2 separate regions of the Mus musculus genome follow, and region 2 is linked to region 1. Evidence: chromatin contacts called from public HiChIP or PLAC-seq data. All regions are on one chromosome and are shown on one strand. Each heading gives the region's core, a stretch centred on a gene start, on an enhancer-like site or on the middle of the called end of the contact. The rest is flanking DNA. Distances are from core to core; before and after follow the strand shown. Region 1 holds the start of Grin3a (glutamate receptor ionotropic, NMDA3A). Region 2 has its middle 68 kb from the start of Grin3a.

Region 1 (7,327 bases), core at 2,779-5,278:
ACTAAAACCCAAGTTTTGTTCATTTCATTGGTAACTCCTTCCATTCAAGAGCTCTGTCATGACACTATGTGAACAATCACTTGTTAATTAAAACCTTCCTATGAAGACCATCAGTAACCTAAGAAGAAGGGAGAGGTTAGCTGTTGCTGCTCCTGCTCTGAAAGCAATTTGGAATGTTCTGAATACATACACATTTTTGTTTTTCTTGGTTGAGTGGATAAGTCTACTTTCTTCTAGAATACTTTATTCAGACATCAGATAATCAACAAATGAGGTCATTGTTCCATAGGCTCCAAAGACAGTGCCTGAATTAAGATGATTTCATTTAATGTGTAAAATGACTTTGACATCCTTTTATATCTAGAAGGTCTTTTACAAAACTATATCAGTATATTAGAGAAAACCCCACTTTCCAGGAGAAGCCAGAGGAAGAGCAGTTATTAATTTTGCTGAAAGCAGAGCTGGGCTCATATTCTAACAGTGCATATTACAGCGACTTGACATTGAATAGGGCATTTTGAATGTAGAATATTGCAGGTTGACACTTAACTGATATACTAAAAGTCAGGTAAAGTAAGTTAGGTATGTCTGAATTTAAAATGCAAGGAGAGATGGAAGGAAACGTCCTCAGTGGGACAAGCCAGGTCTGAGTCACAGTCATCTTTACCTTTTTAAGATGTGTACCATTTAAACACAGCAAGGACAGTGATTTAAAGCAGAAGTAAATGCACTTGGCTGAGTATTCACTTTATAGCTGGTTTGTAAGTTTCTCCCTGGAGGGCTTCATTTTCAGCCTCCTTACAGCTTGGAAGCTCTCTGATTTTAGGCACTGCTTCATGTCCCCTCCCCTCCTCCACTTGTCTTCTTTTAGTGTGCTGTGTGCTGCACACATCCATCATGGAACACAGTTCCCCTTTCAACCTAGGGACGCTAATTTGGGGAGAAATTTTCTTGCTGTTCAAGAGTTCTGCCAAACAATCTGCAAATGGGAAGGAGTTTGGTGGCTGTGACCGTCATTGGCAACTTCTGAAGGATTAGGTAATAAGGAGACAGTGATGAGCAGCCCGTGTGCTGACTCCTGCATTTCATTAGGTCTGCTTCTGCATATGGGTTAATAACGGTGTGGCCTGTGGATGCAGCTTCATGTTTATAACACTTCGGTCACCGGCAATGTTGTGCACTCATGTTTCCTGGCTTTCTTATCTGCTGCTTATAGCTATCCAGATTCAGGTAACACACATATTTTAGATAAGAGTTAATTAGCCTGCATTCTGCAGATCCAATCTCTGTATTTCATCATTAAATAGAAATTGCCTGGATAACTGCTGAAAGGATTTTGTACTTGTCCTTCCTAAGATTTAAAATGTAAGATTCATTTTCTTTTCTCACAGAAGAAAATCTTAGTATTCCCCGAATATTTTAGACATAGATTTTTTATCAAACTTGCCACTTGTCTGTTGCCATACTCACTTCAGACTATATCTCTGCATATAGACCAAAAAGTTCAAGAAGGGACATGAAAAATATCTTGTCAACCAAAGGACAGAGTGAAAATGATGCTGAGTTACAAATCTGCAGATCTCTAGACTCTCCCTAGCCCAATGTTCATTGAATTCTGGAACTTTCCTCAGTTTCTCAGTCTTTAAAATGGGACCATTTTTTCATTCATTGACCTCACGCATACCTTGTAAAAGGATGACACGAGTTGGTATGCTAAAAGCAGTCTACAAAACACAAAAAACTTGTGTTGCTGTAAAGACCCTGTCTCCTTCCTGAGTATCACATCTCCTCTTTGTTACTAGTCATGACTTAAGTCCACAAATAGTTTCTTTGCTGACAATATCTTTAGATTTTTTTCAACCCCTTAAAAAACTAAGTCATTATTTGTTTATTCTTAAATAAAGAGAGCAGAAATGGGCTCTTTACAGCGATCACATGTCCAGCCTCTGAGCCCACACAATGTAGAAGGAAGGTGGGGGCAAAGAACCCACAGATGAGTCTCCTCATCTTTTGTACTCTCGGTAATTCCAGTGGTTTCCATTTGTAAGACTGCCAGCCACGGTGGCTTCTGTACTAGTTGCAGACTTTTACATTTACTGAAGGGAAGCCAGAGGGACGTGCTTTTCCTTACACCACAGAGCCCTGGCACGCCTCTGGAAGAAGTAAAAAAGACCAGCTGCTGCTTTTTCTGTTACAGGTTTTCTGAATGCCCTTTGGGAGTTTAAGACAGTGGCAAGTCTGGGGCCCCACCCCTGTTCCTCACTCCAGTGTAGAACCCTTGATCACTGTCCACGGTTCTGAACCTTAAGTTTCAGGTGTCTGGAACCCACTAGATTTCTCATAGCTTGTCAAAACATGACTGCCTCCCGCCCCCACCACATATCATCTCCACTTTCTTCCTTCCATCTGTGACCCCTCCCCCACCCCCAACTTCGCATTTTATTTCTGCCTGCTTTTAAAATGTCTTACTCTATTTCAACTGAAGTCCTCTAACCTACCGCCTAGGGACATAGTCCAAGCCTCAAACATCAAAGTTAAAAAACAAACAAGCCAACAAACCCAGGCTTCCCCCACACTCTTCCTCCCCTTCTGGTCCCGACTCCCAGCAGCGCACAGCACTCCACGCACCAGACTCCTCTCACCTGACTCTCCCGCGGAAACTCGTGGCGCACTATGCTGAGCACTGGGATGTGCAGGACAGAACTGACCAAGTCCAGCTCCATCATTTCGCCCTGGCTCTGGGGGAAGGCCAGCAGCGCTGAAACCCCTTGTACCACTACGGTGTGGCACACGCTCTGCAGAAAGGAGAAAGGGTCACTGCTCCACGGTGAGCTTGGGGAAGAGAAAGGCATAAGTGGCAGGTCGCCCAGGCCCGCCTCGATGGCCATCACTACTTCCAAAGACAGGTTGTAGGGAAGGAGCCCTTCCACACGGTTCAGGTTTTCCACAGCGAACAGTAGGGCATCCCGCGGCCACAGGGTCTCGGTCCCGGCGCCCTCCCCGAGCTTGCGGGAGCCGGGTGGACCCCGGCCATGCAGGGCGCTCCCCAACCAACGTGCGCCTTGCGAGGGCGCCGGTGGCCGCCACGTCCCCGACTCTGGCTCATCCCTCTGGGCACCCGCCCTGCCGCCGTCCTGAGCGCGACTGGCTGCGCGTGGGGCCGTGGTCCAGGGTTGCAAGTGCACCGCGCCCACCCTCACCGCGTGTCCGATGCGCTTGAGGATCTGGCAGGGTTGCGGGTGCGAGGAGGAGCTGGGCACCCCGGCCAGCACCAGTGCACAGGGCGGAGGCAGCAACAGACAGACCCTGCTCAGCAGCCACCACAAACTCAGTCTCCTCATTACTGAGACCCGCTGGGAGAAAGCGCGCCCCCTCCTGCGCCCGGCTCTTCCCTCTGCAGCCGCCGCCGGAGGTCTCCGCCGCCTGAGGTCTCTGCCTCCAAATCCTGAGCGCAGCTTCCCTAGACGCGGCGAAGTGGTCACAGGAGCCGGACCGCTCCCTGGGCATTCCAAGTTGCAGCCTAGCGGACGCCGGGCAGTGTCGGATGCGGTTCCAGGGCTCCTCCGCCTAGCATCCTCCGCAAGCGCCGCAGGCCGGTTGGCCAGCGCGGGTCACCCGTGGCTTGAGCTCCGGGTCCCTGTCCACCCCATCTGCAGGGCGCCTGGGGCGCAGCGTCTGGCCCCGCGAGAAGCCGCCAGACTTGCAAGGGGGCGGCAGTGACAGAGGAGCTGTACTCTCACTTGGCTGGCTTCTTTTCTCTTGCTGTTCAGTTCAGGAGACACCCACTTATTTACTGGGGTGGCAGAGGAGAGGGCGTTCACGCACGGGGTGCGGAAAAGCAGCTGCCGAACCTGCTTCCTTTCCCCGCCGGCCACCTTACCGCGGGCTCCCCCAGCGCCTGGTTCATTTTCCCCTCTTCCCTTTCTACTTCCTCTCTTCCTTTTTCTGCCGGGCTTTTCGCCCAGGCGCCACTTCCGCGGCTTCCTTGGAGGAGCGACACAACTGGCCAGCGAAGGGTGGTTCTGTTCTGAGCGCCAAAGTTCTCCCCGCCTCAGCCGGCGCCTCCCAGTAGCAGAGCCCTGGCGCCAGCCTGTCGCTTGGCTGCGCTAAACGCCCACTGATGGTGAGATTCTCCTGCCGCACAGTCCCGCGCCCCTGCAAAGTCCTCGCCCCTCAAACGCAGAGTCTGTAGTTGGCACAATTCCCTTTGGCGGATGTACGCAAAGACAGCCTGGGGGATTTCTGAATTCGGAGTCGGTACTGAGAGATCTGAAGCCTAATGGGTCACAGGGACCGGTTAAAAGCCACTGTGACTTTAAGGAGTATCCCTTGGCGACACCACTCTAAAGGGTTTTTCTAGTCCAGAGTATTAAAGCAAGAATTATTTACACATCTGATTTCTTCTTGCTTTTCTTTGGCAGAGGAGCTTATGCGTTTTTAAAGGGGTCTTGTTTTTTTGATTCTCGGGATAAAAAACGTGGATTCAAAGCGATTCAAGAAGTTAAAGAGCTGGCCACCAGGCCTCACAACTGCATTTACATCCCCAGGTCCTTTAAGATGGAAAGAGACAATTGACTCAAGAAAGTTGTCCTCCAACGTGCACCCCTGCGTGGCAAGATTCACGTGCTCACATCCATCCCAGACATAAAATAAATAAAATGCAATAAAAGTACTTTCAGAGCTTAAAAAGCCTTCACCAGTTGTCCGTAGTATATAGACCAAGAGTGTCCAGGTTGTAGTTTCTTGTGAGTTATTTCATTTATACAGCAACCCAGGGGTCAATGAGCCTATTATCTAAACTTTCTCCCCATTTAATAAGTGACATCAGAAAAAACGCAAAAGGGTTAAGGAAATCTTATGGATGCCACACATATTGCAAATTGACTACTTTTTATGTTACAGGAATCATTCATGAGGAGGGTGGGGGAGATGACTACGTGACTAACAGCATTGGTGATCAGCAATACTGAGTCCAATATCACCTCTGGAGAACTGTGACCTCGGCAATTTATTTGACCTGTCCTTGCCCTGTTGTTTGGAGCTGCTAAATTACTATGTAAATACATCAAACCTTTAGCTCTAAAAAGTTGTTTTGATTCTTGAGTTTAAGTTTCCACCATGTTTTAAATTTTGGGATAATGAAACTATAGACAAATAAAATTCTTGAGAACCTGGCAAAGAGAAGACTCTTTGTCTCAGCACAAAGTAAGTTTTGTAAGATGGAGTTGCTTCAGGGTTAAAAAAACTTCCACCATTGGGAAGTAAACGCTTAATGGGGGCTAAATCAGAATAGAAAGCCCCTGTTCTCTCTTGAGGTCAGAGAGAGATCAAAGCTCTGTCAGCAATCTCCTTTATCCCAGAGTACCACATTGCTTGAGATACAAAGTATAGTGTAGAATGTGTGGTCCTTGCACGGCAGGGACTTGAGGCTCTCACCCGTGCCGTTAGGAGGAGCTGGAGTATGTGTATGGAAGACTAAGGAGTGCCTATAACTGTGACTCTGCATAGCAACCGTTAGCACCATGGCATTGCATGTGTGCTCAGATGAAGTTCCTCAGAGAGTAGGTGTTGATAGAGAGTAGCCTGGCCTGACTGGGAAAGGTTTTGTTGGATTCACTTTGGGCATTAGGCTACTTACAAGTTCATCATGGCCGTGAGAGTGTGGCTGACCTGGTTATTCTCAGATGAGCTGCATAGTTCTGAGCTTGGTACTGACGGAGCCCTGGTGGAAGCTTGTGAACTGGAAGAAGAGCTCTTCCTTTTCTGTTTTCGAGTCTCCCCAGGTCCTTTCTACTCTGCGTCATTCCTTTTGGTGTGTTTGTGTGTGTGTGTGTGTGTGTGTGTGTGTGTGTGTGTGTGTGTGTCTATGTACGTGTACACATCTGTGTTAGCTCAGGTGGAGGCCAGAGGTCACCCTCTGCTTTGTGCCTCAGAAGCATTCTAGCTTGTCTTGTCTTTGGGACAAAGTCTCTCTCAGTGAGACCTGGAACTCAATGATAAGGCTAACCTGGATGGCCATTGAGATCCTTGGTATTCTGTCTCTCTTTCCTACTGTTGGTATTAAAGGTGCATGCTACCATGCCATGCCTGGTTTTTTAGAGTAGATTCAGGAGACTCAGGCCCTCGGGCTTCAGTGACAAGCACTTTACAGAGGAGCTTCTCCCCAGCCCCTGTGCTATTCTTCTTCTCTGTCCTCCTTTTGCCACCTGGTTCTCTTGTCACTGCAGAGCAACTCTGACATTCTTCTTTTCGCCTTTTCTTATCTCTCCTCTTTCCCTTCCCCTTCCTCTCTTTTTCGTGCCTACAAGACCATAATTTTAAAAACCCTTTCATTACTCAATAATCAGTTAGTAAAACCTACTGTGCACAGGCATAAGGCTATCCTGGGATTAGGTGATTTAATCCCAGTTAGAATAAATGAATTCTCTGCCTTTTCAGACTAAGATTGTTAATAACTCCACAGAGTGCTAAATATTAGTTTATGAACTAATGGAACAGAAGGACAACAAAGAACACAATCAAATACACACAGGACATGCTGTCTTGTGCTCAGGAGGAAAAAAAAGCCCACAGGAATAGAAGGGAAGTGAGCTGTGATTTTTAGAAGGCAAAGCCAGGGAAAACCCCCAAGAACATACCTTTTGAATAAAGAGATAAAGGGAGGTGAGGCAGTGATTTGTGAGAATGATGGAGCAAGGAGTCCCAAGGGGAGGAAAGAGCAATGGAGAGGGTTCTTAGGAAAGGGTTCTTTTTATTTTTTTCCTTTTTTTATTGGGTATTTATTTCATTTACATTTCCAATGCTATCCCAAAAGTCCTCCACACGCTCCCCTACCCACTCCCCCAGGAAAGGGTTCTTATGCAGAAATGTTTCTGGGGTATTTGAATAAGAGTGAAGGATCCAAAGAGCCAGAGCAAGACAACTCACAGCAGTCACAGTGGGGGCTGTTAGAGCAGAAAGGCTCAAAGGAAGAGGCAGGCAGTGAAAACCAACCAGGAGGTGTGGCTCTGGTCTGCATAGGGTGACAGGTGTGACTGCAAGACACTGGGCAACAGAGTCAGTGGCAGGGCTAATTTTTGTTTTCTTTTGAGACAGGGTCTTAAGACTTCTGTAGCCCAGGCTGGACTCAAGTCAAACAATCCTCCTGCTTTCCCTCGCATCCTTAGTGCTGGGATTACAGTCATCTGTCACGATGCTCATGAGGACTAACGCAACAGGATCCCTCTAGATGTTCTTTTAATGGTACATGGAAGGTAGGCAAGATATCTGATGTGAGCAGTTGCAATAATGTACCTGAGAGACAACATTCTTGCTAAGTCCCATAATC
Region 2 (7,327 bases), core at 2,111-4,610, 68 kb after region 1:
TAAGAAAATCAACAAGACAGTATAATTCTGGGGCACTGTTTGGTCTCTTTTTTGTTGTTATTAAAATAACTAATTAGTGTGATCTTGGTATTCTTTCAGGACTAGATTTACCACCCTTTAGAAATCTTTCATTTGCATTAATAGGATTTGCCGGAGGTTATCCAATTTCATAGACTTTTGGTATGGTGTATCCTTGGAAAAGATGGGGTATTTTGACAATAGTTAATGGAGATGTCTCTGATGAGTTACTTAGTACAGTGATCGCACATGTGGTCCTATTCCCTTAGTCTTAATCTTGTTCAGTTGCAACTAATTGGCCACTCTCAAAAAACATTCCCGTTGCCAGTACTAAAGCAGGTACCATCTTAACCATGACATGCTAAGTGTCTCATATATGAGTCTGCTAGGCTCTGAGGGGAGTAAACACCCTTATTAAATTTGTATTATTTCCATGTGATAGGATGTCAAACTCAAGAACACTAGATTAAAACCAGCACCTTTATAACACATTTATAGACACGGGTTTTGGAGAAAAATGGTTGGAAAACCAATGAGATCATGAAAGCACAGTTTTTTCCCCTTCCTTTCCAAACCCTTTAGTTCTATGAGGCAAAGATGTTTTTCATAGTCGCTGAAGAGTGTTTTGGCAGTGATATATGAAGGTTAAGAGGTTTGACTTTAGGGTTAGACAGACCCTGGCTACATTCTCTATCTACCACTTAGGAGCTACTTAACCTTGAACAATTTATTTAATCTCTCTGATCCTCAGATTCCCCATCTATAAAATGCAAATATTACCATACTTTATAGCATTGAACTGCAACTAAATGGGCAATTAATTTAAAGCACTTATGCTCAGTTATTGTTGGCTGTTAATATTTTCATCCCTGCACACTTTCTTTAGTTAGGAACACTTAGTTCACATAGTGAGGAGATTTGTACAAAAGTACAATTTAAAAAGCTCAAAACTCAATGATCATAACAGCAATAGACAAAGTCCATTGAATTATTTCAAAGTACTTTATTTTCAGTATCATGTTTGATTTTGCTCAATATTAGACTTCTGTTTAAGATCGGTAAAGAGAGCCATTTCTGTCTAAAATAATGAAACAAACAAACAAACAACAAACAAAACCAATAATAAAATCCAGAAATAATACATAAAAGGTTTTCATAATATTATACATGAAGCCATTAGAAAAGAAGTTGGATTGTTTAGGTGATCCATACCATAATCCTAGCTTTCTAAGGGAATTTCCATGTGATGGTGAGAGGAGTCTCAGTGGACACACAAAGCTGCTTCTTCAACTGAAATGTTACAGCTGAATAGAGACCAAGATTCGTAGGGCAGAGAATCAGAGAGGAGAGAAGGGCCCAGAGAATCCCAGAATTTGAAGAGATCTCCTTTTGAGCATGAAATGTTCACCAGATTGAAGAAATGACATTGTAGACACCATAGATAAAAATGCTAGTGAATTTGAACACATAGAATCAGAGAGAAAAGCATAATAATAAACAGTAATAATGATGCTTAAATAGGGCTTCGGTGAGCTATAGAATTATTTCAAGTTATCTACTGTGTGTATTTAGAGTTCTAGAAAGGAAAACACAGGGAAGTGTTTGACCAAATAAGGAATGAACACTTTCGAAATAGTATAAACATACAAGCCCAAGAAATTCAATGAAGTCCAAACATAAGAAACAGCACACCAAAGCAAATCATAAACAAATATCTCCCCAGCATTCAGCAGAGGAAACGTGACATTATGGATGGAGCTGACTTACATACAGAGAGACAGGAGCAGGTTTCTTATTGAAAGTGCTGCATCTGGGACAAGAACAGAATAATGTATGTTGTGGGAGAAGAAAATTGCCAACCTAGTATATATGTATTTGAAAATCAGTTGAGAAATAGGATCTTTGTATTATAAGAATATAAAAACAAATCCTTGAGGTAGAAGAAAAGTGATAGTATGTGGAAATGTGGATCTAATCAGAAGAATATACTAAATGCTCAAATTAAAGGTAGAAATAGACAGATTGGATGAAAAAACAAGACCTAAGAATATATTGTCGAAATATTATGTGATTGAAACATAAAGACACAAACAATTTAAAAGAGGATAGAAAGTAAGAAACAGCCCAACGTTGGTGGCGCATGCCTTTAATCCCAGCACTCAAGAGGCAGAGGCAGGCGGATTTCTGAGTTCGAGGCCAGCCTGGTCTACAGAGTGAGTTCCAGGACACAGAGAAACCCTATATCGAAAAAAAAAAAAAAAAGAATTCAAATGAAAGATTTTTATAATCTAATAAGGTAAGTGTATTATTAGTGTTTTTATTTATACTGGTCACTGTAGCATAGGTAAGTTTTATACAGAATAAATTATCATGTGACCATATGTAAGCAATAGCTAGCTCAGAAAGATGTTTCTGCCCGGTTATACAATTACTGATTAGAACTAAGGCTAACACTAAAGTAGAAGCCTGTATTCAAAATACTCTTAATGTGTCTAGTTGATAAAAGTAAGTGTTGCAATATGGAATTATCTCTTAATTTTGTTATAAATTTCATTTTACTCAAAGCATACCTATGTACTTATATACCCATATGTATAGACATATATTTTTATTGAATCTCTATATAGCTACAGTAAGACTGTGTGGTATTTCTTAGTTTAAATCCGTTAGTTGCGATCAGAATCTTCTCTTCTCTTTACTTTTGGATTATTCTATGCTTAGCTTATGGTGGCAGAGTGTACCTTGAAGGTGACCTGATGGTCGTAAATTTATGTACTGTGCATTCATTTCGTGACTGGTATCAACAGGCATATTTTGATTGTACTAGATTGGATAGTCTCAGAAAAGGTGTTCTGCACACTATTTCCATCATAACTTTTTGTAATGTTTTGAGTAAATGGTCATATTGTTAAAAAATGAATTTCATTTGATTTACTGTCTTGAATGATTTCCCTTCAATCTTTTTGGTTTATTTATTTTATTTGTATTTAATTTAGGACATGAAACAATAAGTTGTCTTAAAGCATATTTTATACACACGTGAACAATGATAATGGAACTACAGTTGCTCAACTGGTGCAGAATTCACAGAGATTAATAAGAAAGTCACAGCTTTATATCACTTATGTTACTGGGCCCTAAAGAGTTAAATATCAAAACTCCTGAACTAAATCATGCACAGAAAATGCTTAATAGCTATTTGCACAGAAAGAATAGTGGTGACCTTGTTTCTTCTCAATGTATCCATTTTCAATTCAGAGCCAAACTTGAAGCTCCTCTTCCTGCCAAAAAGAAGTGGGATAACCCCCTGTCTATCATAGAACAGAGCAGAATACTGATGTTCTGCCGAGCTCAGGCAGTCAGCCAAAGACTGAGAATTAGACAGCAGAACCTGCTCAGTTGTATTAGGAGAAGCCAGGCTGACTGCCTGTGAAAAGAATAATCTGTAGCAGGCCATTTATTTAATGGTAGCGGGCAGTTTATAAATACTCTTTTATTTAAAGTTAACTCTATTGAGAAGAGAACCAGAATGAAGGCTTCCTGGAGTTAGTGATAGGTAACCTGATGCAAGGAAACGTTCTGTTGCAGACTGGCATGAACCAGAGATGGATAAGACACAAAGACCGGTGACCATCAAGAGCATGGAAGAGCAAAGCTAGCATAGACTAGAATAGGAAATGCTACCTTTTCAAATCAGATGAAGAACTTTTATAGCAAACTAGGGATGATATGCACACAGCCTACATCAGAGCAACTCTGGGATAGAAAGCCAGCAGGAAAATGGAGCAAGCAGACACTGTTCTCACTTCTTTTGGAGATTACAAAGGGAGGAGACGAATTAATAAAATAATCAAAATACAAATGTGAAGTCATAGCTGTGAAAATCCTCCCAGCCTAACATGTTTACTCCAGCTGTCTGTCTGCCTGGAGCACAAAATACATAGCCAGCTGTCTGGGCAATTCTCCCACCTTCCCAAAGTAGTTCATCTATCCAGATTTCTTTCCTAGTCTTCCCACCTACTGTGTCTGACACTACATTTTGATCATGACTATACCACTTTTCAACGTATTACTTGATTTACTAATTTAAAGCATATTTGTCTACATAAGAATAAAAATCTCTTGAAGGAAAGGCATACATTTTGTTATATTTACATGCCCTGGCACTTACATTTTTACTCAACATATTATAGATATTCAGTATGTGTTAAATGTCTGAATTTGTGGGAGTCTATGAGAATGACTCAATTTTTTTTTTTCATGAAGTCAAAGTGAAAAAAATTTTAATTTTACTCCAGAAACATGGTTGCTCTGGCAAGGGATCACATCCAAAGATATGATCTGTCTGGAATGCAGACATGTCATGGAATACAGTATGATCTAGCTGGAACACAGGATGCCTTAGTACACACCTTTAATTCTTAACAGTGAAGGTAAGGTTAATTTGTAGAAGAAAGCAGCCAAGTTTGAGAGTGATGCCTACTTAAGAGGCAGAACACATGATGAATCAGAGAAAGATTTAACAAAATGAGTAAGAGATAGGATACTCGAGCAGCAGAGGAAGGAACTTTAGAGCAGGGGGGTGTGGTATGTGTGGTGCAAGGTGGGTAGGATGTGTGTATGTGTATGGCAGTTTTACAAAGACAGGTAGCAGAGAGAACAAATTAGACACAGGCGAAGACAAAATGATCCAGAGAATGAGAAGAATCATAATATTAGAACATATTGCTAAAGTTGGTGTGAAACCAGGGAGAATAATTTAGTTAGAAGCATGAGAAGCCAGACTAAATCTGTCAGCTTGGAAGAGTAGGTTGTAAAGAGGCTAGAAACTTCCAGGCCTAGGGATAGTTAAAACAGAGAAGAAAATGCCTGGGCTCAGGCCAAACCATGTAATCACACAGCTTAGGTTCAGCTCTTATCTCATCACATCATCTGAGAAAATAAAAGGACACTTGATAGGACCCTGATATAGCTATCTCTTGTGAGGCTATGCCAGTGCCTGGCAAGTACAGAAGTGGATGCTCACAGTCATCTATTAGATGGAACACAGGGCCTCTAATGAAGGAACTAGAGAAAGTACCCAAGGAGCTAAAGGGGTCTGCAACCCTATAGGAGGAACAACAAGATGAACTAACCAGTACCCCCTCTCCCCCCCAGAACTTGTGTTTCTAGTTGCATATATAGCAGAGGATGGCCTAGTCGGCCATCAATGGGATGAGAGGCCCTTGGTCTTGGGAAGATTATATGCCCCAGTACAGGGAAATGTCAGGGCAAGGAGGCAGGAGTGGGTGGGTTGGGGAGCAGGGCAGGAGGGGGAGGGTATAGGGGGCTTTCGAGATAGCATTTGAAAAGTAAATGAAGAAAATGTCTAGTAAAAAAATAAAAGGACATTCACAGCAAAGAATTAAGCAACATACCCTCAAATTCAACCCAAGCCTTAAACAATATGACAGTCTACATCTAACTCTTTGCTTCAGTGCTAATATTCAGATTCTGAACAACTTTGAAGAGTATTATCTTAAGCTGGTCTATTTTTTTGTCTTAGAGACAAGTTTTATATACATTCAACATTAGGCACATAAAAATATGTTGTGGATTTCGTGACAAACTTGATGTTGCCATGGTCCCTCATTTTCTCCCTTTCTCTGGATCTAGAACACAGCATCCTTTTCAAGGCTGTTACTTGCTTCCCTCTATTGCTATTTTTCGAAGTTTCAATTTACAGAATGTTTTCCAAATTTGCAAAGAATATTTGAAATCCATTGTTACAGAAATTTCTGCTTACATGTTTTGATCCCTCTATACTAGTGGTTCTCAGCCTAATGCTGCCACCCTTAATACAATTCCTCATAGTGTGGGGATCCTCTACCATACAATTATTGTATTGCTACTTCTTAACTGTAATTTTGCTACTGTTGTAAATTGTAATGTTAGTGAATACGTAGGATGTCTGGTATGCTACCCCTGTGTGGGTCTCGACCCACCGATTGAGAATCACTGTCATAGTGGTTCTCAGCATATTGTTGAGCATTGGTTACTTGCCAGCATCTGGGGATTTATAAATGGGAGGACACAGATCCTCAAGGAGTTGCTGAGCTCTATTAGCCTTGGAATGGAGCCATTAGAAATGCTTCATTGCAGCCTAAATTCTGGGCCAATCATGTATAAGTGTTGTCATAATTTAAAGAAGCCGGGGAAAGCACAATTCACTGGCTAATAATGATTTCCCCTCCCCTTTCTCTAGTGGCCCCATTTACACTTAAAGAGTTCACTGCAGAAATTGAATGTAGATATCACTTTTGTCTTTTTCACACAACTAGAATTCAATGACATGCTTTAGATTTTTAGAAATGTTCTTACTAAGTTTTCAGACTGTATCAGATACTTGATAAAGACCTCTTGTAGCCTTAGATATATTCTGTCATATTAGATACATATAACTGTTAAAAGCTTTGTTTTTTATCACCCTGTCTTTTTTTACTTAAAACATTTTTCACACAACTTATTTGATAATAATATTATTATCCCTTCCCCGGTACCTCCAGGTCCTTCCCTTACACAACTTGGTGTTCTTTCTTTCTCAAACAAAAAATAAACTTCCAAACAACCTGATCCCAAAATCACACACACACACACACACAAACACACACCCACACCCACATTGTCTGTTGTGTGTTGGTTATCTGTTCTTCGGCTGGGGCTTGCCTTAGAGTGAGTGCTGTTCCTGTAGTCAGTGCCACTCCATTGATGAAGGTAGATTTCCCTTCTCTCAGCAGATATCAAATGCAAATAGCTTCTTGGATATGAATGGAACTGTGTGCCCACTTCTTTATGAGGATTTTTGTCTGTCTTGAATTTGTGCAGGTTTTCTGTATGCTATCACAGTCTCTGTGAATATATATTATATATATAAAACACACACACACACACACACACACACACATATATATATACATATATATATATCAGTTCTATTGTGTTTAGAAAATTCTGCTTCCTTCATGGTGTCCACTGTCTTTGGCTCTTACAATATTTCTTCTTTCTTTTCCACATAGGGCTTTGAGCCTTGAAGGGAGGGATTTAGGAAAGTCATCTTATTTATGGCTAAGGACTCCAAAGTTCTTACTGTCTACATGTTATCCCAATGTGAGTTTCTGAGTTAATTTTCATGAAGTGCAAGGAGAACTTTCTCCAATGATAGCTGAGCAATGCACTGATTTATGGGTATAACAATATGTCACAGTGCTTTTGAAATGTGCCATACTGTGACTCATCATGGATAGGAATCCCCAGCTTGAGGAGACTGAGA

What was found. HiChIP or PLAC-seq counts read pairs in DNA pulled down with a chosen protein or histone mark.
Region 2: an H3K27ac HiChIP or PLAC-seq map of neural progenitor cells shows a contact between it and region 1, with 2.6 times the contacts expected there. The contact joins the enhancer-like site here to the promoter of Grin3a in region 1. A contact is called at or near these places in 6 of 39 promoter capture datasets (the HPC-7 cell line, cranial neural crest, embryonic stem cells and 3 more), 1 of 484 Hi-C or Micro-C datasets (trophoblast stem cells), 2 of 115 datasets of contacts at active chromatin or transcription factors (embryonic stem cells and neural progenitor cells) and 2 of 9 other capture datasets (embryonic stem cells and liver).

The regions. Positions count from the first base shown.
Region 1 is chr4:49,841,741-49,849,067 of GRCm38.p6, forward strand. It overlaps Grin3a (glutamate receptor ionotropic, NMDA3A), which reads right to left and starts at 4,029. Exons shown (of 9, transcript NM_001033351.2): 1 at 2,643-4,029. The coding sequence starts at 3,341.
Region 2 is chr4:49,910,466-49,917,792 of GRCm38.p6, forward strand. No RefSeq gene overlaps it. Among named protein-coding and RNA genes, the nearest start is that of Grin3a, 68 kb to the left of the region's middle. Within about 2 kb of position 3,361, at least 31 of the 459 cell types and tissues checked have an H3K27ac peak or open chromatin away from gene starts, as enhancers often do. A contact at or near this core is called in neural progenitor cells, where this site is marked.